Regions from separate parts of the Ovis aries genome. Here region 2 is linked to region 1. The links are chromatin contacts, called in public Hi-C maps. All regions are on one chromosome and are shown on one strand. The core of a region is the stretch at or near the end of the contact, and the rest is flanking DNA. Distances in the headings are between cores, read along the strand shown. Region 1 has its middle 31 kb from the start of RCSD1. Region 2 has its middle 98 kb from the start of ADCY10.

Region 1 (3,026 bases), core at 326-2,825:
CGGAAAAAGTTATCTAAACTCTTCTTAGCCTAATAAGTGTGTTAGTCGCTCAGTCGTGTCCAACTCTTTGCGACCCCACGGATCATAGCCCAGCAGGCTCCCCTGTCCATGGAATTTTCCAGGTAAAAATACTGAGGTGGGTTGCCATTCCCTTCTCCAGGGGATCTTCCTGACCCAGGGATCAAACCCATGTCTTCTGCATTGCAGGCAGATTCTTTACCATCTGAACTACTATGGGCTCCTTTTAGCCTAATGATGAAAGTATTAACTCATAGAGTTGTGGGGAAGATTAAACGGGATGATCAATCTAAAGTATCTGACAACTTGCGACACATAGTAGGGAGTCAATGAGTAGAAGTTATCACTTTGTTGCTTAGCATGGCTGACATATAGTGGTGCTTAATACGTGTTTGAGTGAATTAACGAATGAAATGTGTAGAATCATGAAGATTTTCCTGCACTGAGGAATCCAAATATTTTCAAGGTTTTTAAATGTGGAATCCGATAGTTGAATCACCTCAAGGCAAAGCAATCAGTCTGTCTGGATAAGATAATTCTGTCAATCTTCTCTACTCTTTTGAGAAAGCAGAGATCGGAGGGGGTAAGTGATGTGCCCTTGGCTTCAGAGCTGATGAGGGAAGTGGGATGAGACTGACTCTTGAGTCCTAGCTCAAGATTTAATTAACCATTAGGGACCTGCCGGACCAGCTGGGAGGGTGGGAGGACCGGAGGATGGGAAGGCAGGTCTTAATAGGCTGATCCTAGAAAACAAATAGGCTTTGGGCTTGGTTTCAACATGCTTATGAAGGCCTTTACACAAGTGACCTCACCCAGGTGTGGAAAGAACCAGAACCACAAAAGAGCTTCTTGTTTGTCCCGGGGCAAACTGAGGCTACGCTTAGAGGCTCAGTCCCGTCTGAGTCTTTGCGACCCTATGGACTGTAGCCCACCAGGCTCCTCTGTCCTTGCGATTCTCCAGGCAAGAATACTGGAGTGGATTGCCGTGCCCTCCTCGGGGCAATCCATAATTGGCTTCTAATCTGAAGGGATCTGTAGGAAGCGGCTCTCACTTCTCCAAATATGCTTCTTCCTGTGTCACAAGAAGCCTTGGGTCACCTCCTTCCTTTGTGCAACAAAACAGCAATTCTGTCTCTGCTTTTTTTCTTTCCTGTTACAATTTGCTTTGCCTTTTCCGGGGCCCGATTCTCAGGACACAGCCCTGCTGTAGCTTCGGTTGGGTCTATCAGCAGCCTCCCTGGGTTTCCTGACCTGCACAGAATAGCAAAAGACTGCTGAGCCCCGAGGCCCCTCCCTTTCTCTGAATAAAACAGGCTTCCCTGGGGTGGTCCAACCCCTCTGCTTTTGATCTGCCAGCAGGAAGCAATAAAAGGCACTTTCCACGTGCCTGTAGTAACTGCATTTTCCATATACAAAAACAAGGTTCATTACCCAACCAGGACAAGTGCCATTCTAAGGACTTTGGAACAAAAGACGTGAAACTGAACCGTGCCAGAAATCCCAGGATGGCTAGTTGCCATGCACAGTCCTCGTGGAAAATTGCTCCTCTGGGGAATGCCTGCTGGAAGTGCCATCTGCTTTTGCCACAGATTCAAGGCTGTGACTGCAACTCACATACTGGCCATAGTAGGACTTTGGTGAACTCCGGCTCAGATTCTACTAGGAAACCAGGGCTGAACGGCTGTGTGCAGGAAACCTCTTTCCTTGACTTCACTTGCTTGTTTTATCTGTGTAAAGATCCTATTCCCATGAGGGCTTTGCAAGGTGTTTTTTACCTTCAACTCAGTTATGATTCTTTTAAACATATCAATCCAAGGAGGGGAGGAGGGAATGGGGAGTAATTACTAACGGGCACTAGTTTCTTTCTGGGGTAATGAAAATGTTCTAAAATTAGATTGTGGTGGTGCTTGCACTCTGAACATATTAAAAGCCATTGAACTGTACATTTTAAATGGGTAAAATGTATGTGAACTATATCTCAGTAAAACTATTAAAAATTTTCAAAAATCAATCCAATGACTTTAGAATATGCAATAAATACATGTCAGGTACTAGGTTGTGTAGTGCTGAAGATAAAGTGGTGAAAATGCCATTCATTCCAACTGGTTGGTTCTCTACTATGGCCATGAAATTGAAATAGGAGGAAAAGGGACAGGACAAAACCTTTGAAAGAACGACATAGCCCAAGGGCACAGCATTAAACTGAACAGAACCAAATGGGTCCAAAATGACAGACAAGTCAAACTGACTAAACCTTGACACTCGGCATAAGCTCATTGTAACATGTCGGCAAGCTAAATGACAGGGTTAGAGCTGCCACGACAGTTCCATCAGAGAAAATTGGACAGTGGCCAAACACCTGGAAATCCCAACCTTTCCCCCACAATAGTTGGAATAGTTCCGCCACTCATTAGCCTATGAAATTTCCCAGTCCATAAAAGCTAATGACACCACATTTTGGCGCTGCACTCGTCCTCTGTGGTGGCCCACCTTCTGTCTGTGGAGTGTGTTTTTCACTGAATAAATCCACTTCTTACCTATCACTCTTTCTCTCACTGAATTCTTTCTGCAATGAGATATCAGGAACCTGGGCTTCATTAGGTCCTGAAACCTGTGATCTCAGTTGGAAGACCGTGAGTTTTGGCTGGGTTTGAGTCCCAGGACATGGGTTCAAGTCCCAATCTGAGTGAAATGGTTTCAAAGCCATGCTTATCCTCTGGGGAGGACCCAATGACTGCCGGAGTGGCTTCTACCCTTCCACATTCAACTATAATAAAAATAATCACAGTGTGGTAAAATGAGAGCCAGACTTGGCATCAGAGGTCTTGGGTCTTCAAATTTTGCCTCTTCCACTTGATAGCTGTGTTATTACTAGGCAAGGCAGATTTTCAACCTCCAACTCCTCATCTGTCAGTAAGGAAGTCATAATATCTGCGGGCAGTGCGATTGAGTGGGAAATAAATGCTGGCAAGTTGTCTAGGTACCTGGAACATAATAGACGTTGAAGA
Region 2 (3,026 bases), core at 269-2,768, 220 kb after region 1:
AACTATTGTTTTGACATCCAACAAGAGGCAAAACCAGTTTGGGGGTAACAGTTGTACCATAAAGTTGTAACTTGTTTCTGGATATGTAGGTTGTTTCCAGTTGTCTTGTTTTGAAACTTCCCTTGTGGTCCTGTAAGACTCTGTGTACTTCAGGAGGCATGGTTTCAGTTGTTGGCCTGCTTGCTGTGTGGCCAAAAAAAAAAAAAAAAAAAGTTGTACAACCAGTTGTCTTGTTTTGTCTATCATATGTGGTAACATAATTGTGTTTGTCCATATGTACTCTAAAAAAAAATGCCCAAAGAGGTGATCATCTCCCCTCCCCCTCCTCACATCCTGGCAGAAGGCTGCTCTCAAGTCAGACTGAATCTGGTTACAAGGAAAACAACTGGGGCAGAAGGCAGGAAGGAGCTCTAGAAACTCCGGGAGACACGGCTGCGTTTACAAGAAGGAAGTACAAATCTTTCAAGTTCTGAGAGTCCTAGGAGAGCAGCTGCTTCCAGCATCTGTTTCCTTCTGAAAATAGGATGTTAAACTATTGTCTCTTTTTGGCTCAGGGTTTGGATTTAATAATCCATCCATTCCTTCACTGTGGGCTTTATGGGTCTGGTCTTTTTTATTCCAGAATGTAAGAAAGGGATTTTTTTTTTTTTTCTAATCTCCCAACATCTGGGAAGAGGAAGTTGGACAGGTTTCATATTCTCACATTTGTTTTCAATTCCTGCCCTCCAGTGCTATGTGTCTGATACGTTTGTGGTTACTTTTCCCTTTGGGGCATTAAGTAATTTCAGGCATGTGTACCTGAATCACTGCTCTGCTGTGGGCACGGGTTGGGGTGGGGATAGGGTAAGGGAGGAATAGCATAGCTGAGGTTAACTTGCTTAAGACCTGAGGTTGCCCTTCCCCTGATAAGGACTCCATGGAGACTGAGTTTTGAAACTAGATTCAGTCTAGGTTCTTTCTCTTGCTTTGAATAAAATTGGTTGTGGGAAGGGGAGGACTTTGTTTTTTGCATAAGCTTTTAATTTTTTTATTTTTTGGTCTCATCACAAGGCATGTGGGATCTTAGTTCCCTGACTGGAGATGAAGCCCAAACCCCCTGCAGTGGAAGTGTAGAATCTTAACCACGTTTTGTTTTTTAATTACAGTTTATTTCAATTAGATAAATGAAATATAAAATCTAAACTTATTTTGTAGGGCCTCTCTTACAATGTACAATAGGCTCAGAGGAATATGGATCATTTTGCAAAGAGATGTCCTTGCTCTTACTGGCCCAGAAGAACCCCGGAGACTTTGTTTATAACATATCTGAGTGTTCCTATCTGGTTAAAAGCCCTGATGTTTTTTACATGTAAGTCATTGCTGAAGGAAGTGGATCTGGCAGGGGGGGAAATGGCTCTGAAAAGTGTGTTCAAGGATCTTGGTCCCAAAGAATGTGAAACATCTGTGGAGCATGGGGCTGCTGGAAGACAGCAAGTGCCACGCCGCCTGTATCCTGCAGCAGTTGAAGCAGCTAAACCAAGGTCCCATGTGAAAGGATATGAGCCAGCACTGCGTCATCAGGAAGGCGCTCGCACCACAGAGGGTGCAGCGTGGCTCCTGAGCACAGGACCCTTGGGACACGCTAGGCTCAGACAGGAGGCTCAGCTCATGACTGAATGTTGACTAAATGGGCTTGGGCAAGAGAGAAAACAGCCCAAGGGAGAAAAGTGAAGCAAACTTAGGAGGAGAGCTAGCACTTGGCTGGAAATAACTGGCCTCCTTTCATGTCCTCCCTCGAAAATACCATGAGAGAAAGTGAAAGATTTAGGTTCATTATGAATTTTCTATTTCAATTAACTTCAGGCTTGTAGACTGTGACTCTCCAAGGGCCACCCTTCAGGCCTCCTCCTCCCTATGGCCAGCATGCATTAAAGTCATTGCAGAATGCCAGCCCTTCCTGCAGAGGCGAAGGCCCAGTAAAGCAACCTCACCACTGTATGACTTGGGCATTAGACTAACATGTGATCTCTTATTAAGCATTAGTTTGGCATCCTGGAATCACATTAAATGGAGAAATATTGGGTTGGCCAAAAACTTTGTTCAAGGTTTTCCATAAGATGTTATTACAAAAACCTGAACAAAATTCTTTGGCCAACGCAATACATATTGATAAAAGGTTTAGCTTAACTGGTGTGATACCTTTTCTCTTATGTAGTAATAATTACCCTCTGATCGAAGCTGGTGTTATTCTCTGTCATAGACATGTCCCAACTCCATCGACAATGGTTCTGTTCTGGCATTTTAAGGTTAACGCTCTTATAGCACTGTCCTAGATAATAGCTACAGGCCACATGAGACCATTAATTTAAATTAATTAAAATTAAATTTAAAATTCAGATCCTCAGTCTCAAGTGCTCACTAGTTACATGTGGTGAAGGACAGTGCAGGGAGAGAACATTTCCTTCATCACAGAAAATTCTGTTGGACGGTGATAGTGCAGACCATGCCAGAGTTATCGTTTTGAATAGTTGTGCCAGATTATACACACACACACACACATACACGCTCACATCATCTCCCCACACTCCTCTTTTCTCTTCCTATAGAGGAGTGAAAGTGAAGTGAAAGTGAAAGTGAAAGTCGTGCCTGGCTCCGTGGACTATACAGTTCATGGAATTCTCCAGGCCAGAATACTGAAGTGGGTAGCCTTTCCCTTCTCCAGGGGATCTTTCCAACCCAGGGGTCAAACCCAGGTCTCCTGCATTGCAGGCGGATTCCTTACCAGGTGTGGTGGGTGGGAGTACAAATATGCCTCACAGTGGCGGTCCTGGTGGTTGCCACTCTGCAGTGGATAGGTGGAGCTCACTAGCGCCTACTGTGTCCCACACACTGGGGGCATGTAGGATGCAACTGTGAAGACAGAGCATGCTGACAGCCTTCTAATGTTTGACCCTACACCAAGTGTACCCCCAAGGGGATAGAAAGATGAGGGAGACAGAATCCCTGCCCTTGACAAGCTCAGAGGAGACAGCCCCACAGTCACAGTG

Evidence for each region. Hi-C and Micro-C count contacts between places; a contact is called where the count stands out from the background.
Region 2: a contact with region 1 is called in a Hi-C map of tail adipose tissue, with 7 times the contacts expected there. The contact joins two enhancer-like sites. A contact is called at or near these places in 9 of 16 Hi-C or Micro-C datasets (hypothalamus, liver, mesenteric adipose tissue and 5 more).

What each region holds. Positions count from the first base shown.
Region 1 is chr1:119,792,431-119,795,456 of ARS-UI_Ramb_v3.0, forward strand. No RefSeq gene overlaps it. Among named protein-coding and RNA genes, the nearest start is that of RCSD1, 31 kb to the right of the region's middle. Within about 2 kb of position 1,576, at least 9 of the 54 cell types and tissues checked have an H3K27ac peak or open chromatin away from gene starts, as enhancers often do. A contact at or near this core is called in tail adipose tissue, where this site is marked.
Region 2 is chr1:120,012,928-120,015,953 of ARS-UI_Ramb_v3.0, forward strand. No RefSeq gene overlaps it. Among named protein-coding and RNA genes, the nearest start is that of ADCY10, 98 kb to the right of the region's middle. Within about 2 kb of position 1,519, at least 15 of the 54 cell types and tissues checked have an H3K27ac peak or open chromatin away from gene starts, as enhancers often do. A contact at or near this core is called in tail adipose tissue, where this site is marked.